Regions from separate parts of the Sus scrofa genome. Here region 1 is linked to region 2. A link is a contact called in public Hi-C data. All regions are on one chromosome and are shown on one strand. Each heading gives the region's core, a stretch centred on a gene start, on an enhancer-like site or on the middle of the called end of the contact. The rest is flanking DNA. Distances are from core to core; before and after follow the strand shown.

What was found. Hi-C and Micro-C count contacts between places; a contact is called where the count stands out from the background.
Region 1: a Hi-C map of omental adipose tissue shows a contact between it and region 2, with 1.7 times the contacts expected there. The contact joins the promoter of BAG4 here to the promoter of EIF4EBP1 in region 2. A contact is called at or near these places in 1 of 5 promoter capture datasets (liver), 23 of 47 Hi-C or Micro-C datasets (adipose tissue, alveolar macrophages, blood and 14 more) and 2 of 2 datasets of contacts at active chromatin or transcription factors (alveolar macrophages and skeletal muscle).

The regions. Positions count from the first base shown.
Region 1 is chr15:48,346,340-48,351,508 of Sscrofa11.1, reverse strand. It overlaps BAG4 (BAG family molecular chaperone regulator 4), which reads left to right and starts at 2,699. Exons shown (of 5, transcript XM_013984080.2): 1 at 2,699-3,273. The coding sequence starts at 3,004. It overlaps LSM1 (U6 snRNA-associated Sm-like protein LSm1), which reads right to left and starts at 2,856. Exons shown (of 4, transcript XM_005671778.3): 1 at 2,415-2,856. The coding sequence starts at 2,460.
Region 2 is chr15:48,440,156-48,445,069 of Sscrofa11.1, reverse strand. EIF4EBP1 (eukaryotic translation initiation factor 4E binding protein 1) reads left to right here and starts at 1,697. Exons shown (of 3, transcript NM_001244225.1): 1 at 1,697-1,877. The coding sequence starts at 1,733.

The DNA.
Region 1 (5,169 bases), core at 1,450-3,949, 95 kb after region 2:
AACAGGAGATGAAGTCAGAAAAAAAGTACTGGGAACAGGCTGAAGTTTGGATGTGACTTCACAGGGAATAAGAAAACACTGAAGATTAAACTGGCAGGAAAGAGAGAACAGTTTTGAGGCTATTCCCAGAGTCTGAGACATGCAGAAGAGACCTGACTCAGGGTAGAGATGGGAAGGGGGAAGATGAGAGGACTAAGACCCTGCAGTGACAAGGGATGGGATCTGTCAATTATCTGTGTTTGTATGTGTGGGTATGTGCGAGAGAATGGGGTGCTGAAGAGATGAGTTAAAGAAGATGCAGGAATTCTGAGTCGTCATGTCAAGAAGGACCATTTACCAAAAGTTGGGACTAAAAGACACAAGCTTAGGGTGGAAGGTAATTAGCTGTTGTGATTCTGCTGGTATCAGGTCGCCTATGTAGAAAGGTCAACTGGCAATTAAAGATGTAAGACTGGGAGGCCAAAAGGTCAGAATCAGAGCAATTTTGGATAAGCCCACAAAGAGGTGATATAATTACTGAAGTCCACGAGAGCTCCTAGAGATATAAACAAACAGACTGTTGATGGAAGCTAAGAACCCATCTATTTTAGGGAATAATAAGAGTTGCAGAGGAGAGAAAATTAAGTACCAGCGTTGGAGAAATCAAGAAAAGTAATGATTCCAGTGGTAACAGAGGGGAGGGAAGAACCTGGAGGACTGCATTTCACAGATGCCTTTTAAGACTGCAGTTTCAGTAGAGTGTTGTCTAAAAAAATCAGATTGCAGGGGTAACAGAGATGGTCTATTGCAGGGAGTCAGGAAACAGACTTAAAATGGGAGATGGCTCAAAAGGTTTGGGGGTAAAGATATGAAAAGGGGGATGGGAATTTGATGGGGAAACACAGTTGAGAAAAAATGTGACAGACAAGAACATACATGAAGGGGAGGACTCTGGGGGAGGGAGAAAGAAAATATGAGAGAAAATACAGGAGGACTGAGGAGAAGAGGAAAATGTATGTGTGTGAAGGGGGCATATGAAATGGTTTTAAACCTTTTGGTAAAGGAGGGGTTTGGAATCTGCAAAAAAAAGGGGTTAGAGGCTTGAGAAAATTATGTTTTTAGTAGAATGGCAGAATGTGTTAAGGCCTCAACTAATTCAGATATATAACAAAAGAGGTGAGGGCAAAAGGGCATCTTCAAACAACAAAAATTGAAGACTTTATCATACATTGCAGATAGGCTTGTACAGTGGCTATTCACATATGAATTTGGTCCAACCTACACTACATTTTCCTTTAATAGCAAAATCACTAATTTGGATTTTAAAAATAATTTCAGATGATAGAGAATATAATCATAAACTCATTCTTTAATTTGCATACTTAGTAACTGTAGAGATTGTTGTAACTTGTTTGGAGCTGTATGCAAACTGTTTTGCAACTACTACAAGTTAATGAGACGGAGTTCCCATTGTGGCTCAGCAGTAATGAAACCAACTAGTATCCATGAAAACTCAGGTTCGATCCTTGATCAGTGGGTTAACGATCTGGTGGTGCGATGAGCTGTGGTGTAGGTCACAGACGTGGCTGGGACCCAGAGTTGCTGTCGCATAGGCCAGCAGCTACAGCTCTGATTCGACCCCTAGCCTGGGAACTTCCACATGCCATGGTGCCGCCCTAAAAAGCAAAACAAGACAGATCACAGGACTGAAACAATTTATTAAAATTTGCTTGAGGAATAATCCACGAATGAGAGTCTGGAAAAGACAGGACAGCTATAGAGGACTAAACTTCTCTTCAGGATGGTGACTAGGAATAAGGTAGGTCGTCTAAATAAAAACCAAAGAAAACTGTCTAACAAGAAAAAAACAAGTTTTTGGTCCTTCTGGAAAAGTCAAGCCTTGTCTGGCAGTAGTCTCTACTATCATAATCTGAAAATCTAAAGACCCTCAACGGTAAAAGAAGACTGCAAAAGGCGACGCAGCATAAAGCCTATGCTTAGTGCTAATTAAGTCCAATTACTGTTGTATTCGTATTTTCGTTTCTCGATGCATCCCTTCCTTAAGAATTCTCATCCATCCACCAGTAACCACCTGGGACTCGAAATCCCGCAGGTGGGAGATGATGGGCCCGGGAGGCGGCAACTTTCATGTTTGGGCCTCAGCAGCCGCATCCCTGAAAAGCAGAAATGGATTCGACAGCTTGCCGGAGGACTGGTGCAGGCTGTAAGAGATAGGATACAGGTAGGAGGCGGGCAAACAGCGTGTCACAAGGCTCCTCCCTCCTGCAAAGGACGCTAACGCCGCACGTCCAGAACAGCACTAAAAAGACACCGCCCCCTGGCCCGGACTCATTCTAGGACCTGCCTCCAAAAAGCATCCTCCCGGCAGGAAGAGTCTCACCCCAGACTTCACTCGGAGGAGCCGAACTACTCACTGTCGATGTCCTCGATGAGGCTAGCGGTGCCGGGCATATAGTTCATTTTGAGTTGAAATGAGGCGCAACGTATAGCGGTGGTGGGCCAACTCGTCCAACACTTCCTTCTTCCTACCGCAGTCGCCGCCTCGGCGGCACCGGGACAAGAACCCGGACCCAGAGTAGCACCTCCGGCCCGGCTTTCAGCCGCCGGGGCCTGCCGGAAACGTCGCCATATTACTCCCACCCACTTCCGGCATCACGTGCCGGTGCTCAGGAAGAGGCGGGACCGTAGTGAGGTCCCGAGGCACCCTTTCCACGTCCTTGACAAGAGGGGAAGAGAAACCTAGATTGGATACGTAGTGGGGAAATGCGTTCTCCCTTTTAAGGTACACGGTGGCGCCCCTTGCTGTCCTGCTTCCTAGACCCCAGAGTCACCGACCTCAGTCCTTCAACTCTCAAGAATCTGAGGCCGAGGGGGCGGGACCCGGCCTGGGATTGGCTGTTGCTGGCCGACCCCCTTCCCTGCGGTCCACTTGCGTTCTCCGGCTGGCGTCTGCGCAATGGACCGGCCGTGGGGGGCGGGAAGCACTTGGGGGCAGTGGAGCCCATGTCGGCCTTGAGGCGCTCGGGCTACGGCCCCGGTGACGGTCCGTCTTATGGCCGCTACTACGGGCCTGGGGGTGGAGATGTGCCCGTGCACCCCCCTCCGCCCATATATCCTCCCCGCCCCGAACCTCCCCAGCCTCCTGTTTCTTGGCGGGTACGCGGGGGCGGCCAGGCTGAGACCACCTGGCCGGGAGAAGGGGGAGGAGGAGATGGCTACTATCCCTCTGGAGGCGTCTGGTCGGAGCCAGGTCGAGCTGGAGGAAGCCACCAGGTAAGCTTTGCGCTGTCTGTCCCGGGGTGGGGTAGGGGACGGCAATAGGGGAGTCTTTGGAGGTGAGGGTTATTGGGTTTGATACACCTCCAAGAGTTCGTAATGAATTGGGTTTCATGTGTTTTCCTTATGGGGGGGTGGAGAGACAGAAACTAGGATCGTAGGTGGGGGCTATGCTTGTTTTCTCTTTGCCTCTTTTTTACTTCAACCATAGTAAATGTCTTAGCATGAAAAAGGGGAAAAAGATCCTGCGCTGACCTGCTGAGCTGAGTAGCGGGCTGCGAATCTCGCCTGGGAACGGTGTTGGGCTGGAGGGATCCGGGTCTGCTTTTCGAGTCCTGACAATTTATCCTGCGTGGCTCATCAGGTCGGCCCTCCCCAAGAAGGGAGGTGGCTGCAGCACCCTCCGTCCCTTAGCAACCCCTCCCCCTGGGAAGGAACGTGAAGGAAGGGGAGGGATCTGGGCGTTTAGCTCTTTGCCCTTTTAACGCTTTGCCCGACATTGAATCACGCATAATCAATGTTGGAAAGCAGCTTTCCGTGGATTGTTTTATTTCATCTTAAGGGTGACTGCCGCGTAAATGTCATCACATCTTCTCTGTTTTACGATGAAAGAACCGTTGACCGTGAAGGGTTAACTCACTCAGTATATTTGAACCTATAATGTCTTGTTCCTTGTAGTCGTGCGGAAATACAGTTGTTTTGTTATGCAGTATGCTTCGCAGAGAATTAATCGTTATCTGGTGGGGGCACTCCTATCCTTTTCTTCAGGAAATGTAACATCCTCATTGGTTGAAAATGTAATAATGAAATTCCCATACATTGCTGGTGGGAACATAAAATGGTTCAGTGCTTTGGAAAACAGTTTGGAAGTCCCTCAAAACGTTAAGCATACTGTTGGGATCTTACTCAGCAAGTCTGCTCCTTGTTATACACCCAAGAGAACTAAAAACATGTCCACGTATAAACTTGTACACGTGAGATTCATAGTAGCATTATTCATAATAGCCAAAAGGGAAAATATTCCAAATGCCCATCAACTGATGGATAGATAAAATCTGACATATTCATACAATGAATGGGAAGAAATGGGAAGAAATGAAGTACCTTCTACAACATGGATGAACCTTGAAAATATGCTACATGAACGAAGACAAACATTAAACATTGTGTGATTCCATTTATATGAAATATCCAGAATGGGCAAGTCTGTACAAATATATGTCATTGTCAGGGGTTGGAGGCCTGGAGACATTGGGGAAGATAGTTAAAGGGTATGGGGTTTCTTTTGGGGATGATGAAAATATTTTGGAATTAGATTGTAAATGAAGATTGCACAGCTCTGAATATTAAAAAAAAACATTGAATTGTACACTTTAAAAGGCTGGGTTTGATGTCATGTTATTTCTTTTAAAAAGTTGTATCATAAAAAAAAACGTAGTGAGAGGTTAATTACAAAGAAAGGCCCATAATTTCTCTATCTGAATCTAGAATAAGCAGCCTGAGGGAACTTCAGTCCCGACAGAGGAGAGTGAGGAAATGCTTGGCTAATAGGTATGCAGACTAGACCTAGGCTCACTTGTGGGGGAGGAGGAGAGAACCACTAAGCTGATGATTCCACCTGGGCTTGCTGTGTAGTCAAAACAAAGGTTTTTTTTGGGTTAAGGTTAGAGAAGTTAAGATCTTAGTACTGGGCAGGGAGTTTAAAGGGAGAACAGGTGTGCACACAGGCTAGGTAATGCTGGAGCGGTCAGGAATACGGCCGGAATGTGATTGGGCATTTGTCAACCGTTGCAGGAGTTTATCTTTCAGGTTGATGTTTCTGAAACTTGAAAAGTATAGGATGATGATTTCTTTCTTTGTTTTTCTCAAATGGCTGCACTTGCAGCATATGGA
Region 2 (4,914 bases), core at 448-2,947:
ATTGAACCTGCATCCTCATGGATATTAGTCGGGTTCCTTACCGATGAGCCACAACAGGAACTCCTCTTTCTTTTTTCTTTTTCTTTTTTTTTTATTTTTACGGCTGCACTTCCTGGCATATAGAGGTTCCCAGGTTAGGGGTTGAATGGGAGCTACAGCCACTGTAATGCCAGATCCCAGTCGAGTCTGCGACCTACACCACAACTCATGGCAATGTCACATCCTTAACCCACTGAGCGAGCCCAGGGATAGAATTAACAACCTCATGGTTCCTCTTCAGATTCATTTCCCCTGTGCCACAAGGGGAGCTCGAGGGAACTCCGGACACTCCTCTTTCTTTCTTTCTTCTCTCTCTCTCCTTCCTTCCTCCTTCCCTCCCTCCTTCCTTTCTTCCTTCCTTCCTCCATCCTTTCTTTCTTTCCTGCCACCCAGCATGTGGAAGTTCCCAGGCAAGGGATGGAACCGGTACCACAACAGTGACCTGAGTCACTGCTACGGTGACAATGCCTGACCCTTAACCACTTCTGCCAAAAGGGAATTCCCTGGATTTCTCTTTTAAACTTTTCTCTCTCTACTCTTCCCGGATGTGGCCACCACAGGTTTTTTTGTCCTCCACTTGAATATTCCTTCGTTTGTTCCTGCGTTCATTTAAAGAGCTCCTGCCAGGGGAGTTCAAGTGAGTTCAGGCGAGTTCCCGTCGTGGCACAGTGGTTAACGAATCTGACTAGGAACCATGAGGTTGAGGGTTCGATCCCTGGCCTTGCTCAGTGGGTTAAGGATCCGGCGCTGCCGTGAGCTGTGGTGTAGGTTGTAGACGCAGCTCGGATCTCGCGTTGCTATGGCTGTGGTGTAGGCCGGTGGCTACAGCTCCGATTAGACCCCTAGCCTGGGAACCTCCATGTGCCGCGGGAGCGGCCCAAGAAAATGGCGAAAAGATTAAAAAAATAAATAATAAATAATAATAAAGAGCTCCTGCCAAACTTCGGGCAGCGTGGGGGTCAGGATCCACTGACCCAACTCAAAGGGCTGCAAATAACCTTCTTTGACCAATATTTCCCCACCACCACCGACGTCCACTCCCTCCCAGCCTCCTCGCTCCGGGTTTAGCCCTCATCACCCAGCTTGATGTTTTGTCCCCAGATCCTAATTCTACATTTCTTCCACGACTGCCACATCGTGAATGTTCAATAAATTGATGAATGACCAACCAATCCTCGCTTTCTCATCTGAGGAAATAGAGCACGGAACACGGAAGGCTTTCGGAGGCAGGGGACCTTCTCGCCTGATGTCCCAGTGTTGCAGCTAGCCTTTCCAGAGTGGGCTGGGTCCGCTGGGACCCCAGCGCAGTCCGAGCTAGAAAGGCATTAACACAGGCAAGCCTCGGAATCTTCCTTCCCATCCACCGGTTCCTGCCCGCGTGGCTCTCGGGGACCCGAAGGGATTAGCGGCGGGGCAGCTAGGAGGCGGAAAGGAATAGGGGAGCGGCGCTAGCAACTACGCTCAGGAGCCCGTCTGTGGGGTGCCCGGGACCCAGCGCGGAAGAGGACTCCTGTGCCCGCAGCCCCCGGGCGGTGGGCGGGGCGGCAGCGCAGCGGGAACTACAAATCCCAGGGGGTGGCAGCCCAGGCGGCGGAAGGGGCGGTCTCGGGCGGGGCGGGCCCGAGCGAGGCAGAGCGAGGCCAGAGGGGCGCCAGGGCCACGCTCTGGGTCCGGGCTCCTCGCGCGGGAGACCATGTCCAGCGGCAGCAGCTGCAGCCAGACCCCAAGCCGGGCAATCCCCACCACTCGCCGGGTGGTCCTCGGCGATGGCGTGCAGCTGCCGCCCGGGGACTACAGCACCACTCCCGGCGGCACGCTCTTCAGCACCACCCCAGGAGGTAGGCGCGGGCCCGGGGGCGCCGCTCGGGGTCTCTGGGTGCGGACGCTGGGAAGGACTGACTGGCCAGGGGGAGGGATAGGGAACTCCAGTTGGACGGGGCGACAGGGCTTCGGGGCGTGGTGACTGGAAAGAACGGATAAGGGGCACGAGGGTGGCTGTGAGGGGCACGGAGGTGGCCACCTGGAACGACAGGGGGGCGCGGGGGGCGCCTTCCATTGCCTGCCCTAGGGGTGCGTGCTCCAGAGCCGCGGCTGCAAATGCCACCTTATAGCTCCTTCTTTCTGGGAGAGACAGCTGATTCCCCCCGCCAAAAACAAGCGCTCGCTTCCAGGACTGCCATAGGCCGAGGTGTGCTGCCCCTTGTGGGTGTTGGGGGCTGTTCTGAGGCTGAATAGGGTGGGGTCAGGTTGGCCTCCCAACCACGGAGAGGGCTGGCCTGAGGTTTTTAGGGGTCGGGATGGGCGCTCTCTGTTGGGGTGAATGGCTCTTGGCAGAGACCGTTTTCCTTCCCGGGGCACCCCCAGCTTTGGAGCCTCGGCGGCTTCTGGAACAAATTGCCCTTTTAGGCTTGAGGATCTCCGCGAAGGAACCCGGGGCCGCGGGCAACGCTGTGCAGAAAAACACGTTCTTCTCTCCGGGGGGGAGGGGGGCCGTGTGACCTCCCAGAGAGTTGATGAGGAAGAGGAAGCTGAGCTGGCGCGGGGCGGGGGCAGCCTTGGGCTGCGCTCGGGAGCCTGGCATTCCCTGCCAGCTCCGGAGCCCTGGCGTATGGGCGCTGATGAAACCTGCCGGCGCGTTTGCATGATGAAATCCTCGTGGCTCACCACTTCTCTTTCGTTCTCGCACTGCGCTCACCCGTTTCTGCCCTTCTTCCCTCCCCTACACCCGCTTCCACCGCTGCTTCCCAAACTACTCGAAAAACTCCACCGATCCTGGCGCTTCGCTGAGAAACACGGGTGCGGGCGGCCGCGGGCGGAGCTGCAGCCTAGCCGCCTGCCAGCGTCGGGGCCACATGCTTATTTTCTCAAGCAGCTGTCCCACCACCAGCGAGCGCAGCCAGATCCGAGCCCTGGGCTGTTTGATCCAAAACACACAACGTTAGAACTTTTAAGGATCTTAGATGTTCTTGTGCAACCGAGCTGCCTTATAGGCCAGAACTGGCACCCAGGCCCCAATTTGGAAAAACGTGTCCACTGTCCCATGTCATACCATTTTCCCACATTGAACAAGAAATAGCAGCCAAGCATAGAGGGGAGAAATTCTGTCTCGTCTATTAAAAATGATTCAAGGACAAATGCCCAGCGATCCTATTTGCCACTCTTGACTCAAATTGTCTGTCCAAGCTAGACCTTATGTAGTCTGTGCTGTTCTGCTTTTTCTGTGTCTCTTGGGACCTATTTGGACAATTTGGGGGCTCCTTCAAGTGAGAGTGTGAACCCCTGCTTGATCTGTTCAGGGTGGGCACTCAGGCAGCCTGATGGCTCAGGTAGCCCTGTTTTGTACCTTTGTTGCTAGGTGGGGGTGGATCAAATTGGGACCAATAGCCAGGGGTGCTGTTTACAGGGAACTCCCACCCACTTCTCACTTTGGACTGGGGAATGGGAGTTGGGGGCAGACCTCAGCCACCCTCCCTCCTTTTGAAGATCTCTGGTTGAGAAAGAGGGAAAGGCGCTTCTGCATCGGTAGCTTCATTTTGGCAGCCAACTGGAAGGAAGCCAGCAGTGCCCGGAGCCTGAAGCCAGCTTTTTTCTTGTCTGAGATGTCCAGCTGGGGAGGCACAGCCCATAGTCCATAATCCGGAGAACCCAGGCTTGCCTCTGCCTCAGCCAAAGTGTGGGGTCTAACTCCAAAGCCCACTTCAGCCCACCCCTTTGCCCTGCCCATAGAGGAACTTGACCTCATGAAAAAAGGTCATTCCTACCCCGCTTCTGCTTCCATCTGGGGTGCTGTTTCTCAGTCTTCAATGTGCATGTGAATGACCTGGGGCCTCATTTCATAGCAGATTCTGATTCTTCAGTTGAGGGGGTAAGGCCTGAGATCCAGCATTTCTAACTAGCTCCCAGCCATTGGTGTAAGTACCAAGCTCTGAGTACTCAGGAGTGAGTGACGAATATGACAACCCTCACCCTTTCAGACCTCTGGGGTTTGACACAAAGTGATGCTTCTATTCAGGTAAATTCTTGAGGTTGGACTTAGCATTCTTCTTTACAGAAGGGTCTGCAGATCCAGGTTTTTGACAGAGGGTGGGGGTGTGTCAAGAGCTTTTTGGAGGAGTTCCTTGGTGGCTCAGCATGTTAAGGATCCAGCATTGTCACTGCTGTGGCTCAGGTCACTGCTGTGGCTTGGCTTCAATCCCTAGCCCGGAAACTTCTGCAAAGAAAAGGCCAAAAAAAAAGCTTTTGGAGTGAGTGTCCACTGGTCACTCTTGCTAGAAAGGGCACTGCAGTGTTTGTCCCTAGAGGAAAAGGAGAGCAAATTATTTGAACCATCTCCATTCCTCTGAGTTCAGTTTGCTTTTCATGGTCATTTACCCTCCCTAGGCTGAGCCCCTGATCTGAAGTTAGGTGGTCTGGAGAACTTGAGAGAAAGTGACCTAAGGGAGTGTCACAGGTGAATATTTGAGTCTGTGGGGTCTTAAAAATCTCCAGTAACACCATAAACCAGCAGAACCTTTGAGTGGGTCAGAAATTTTCCTCCACCCTTCCCCCACCAACTACCATGTTCCCAGTCTCTTACTGGGCATTCGACCCCAAGGCTACCGGGGTTGTTGTTTGGGTCATACCTAAGCCCCGTACCTGGCTAAGGTTAATCAGAGGTAAGCAGGTAGGATTACAGGTGTCCCTAGCACCCTGTTCAGTTAGACAAATAGAGCCTGTGCCCAGGAAGCTTACCTGAGGCAGCTCCCAGGTCTGGCTGCTGTACAGACAGTGCCGGGAAGAGGGGGAGGTGGACTGGGCACTGAAGCCAGCATCCCTGTGCCTTAGTCACATTGTCTCTATGTTATAGGTTAACATAACTTGACATGAAGGCAGTGA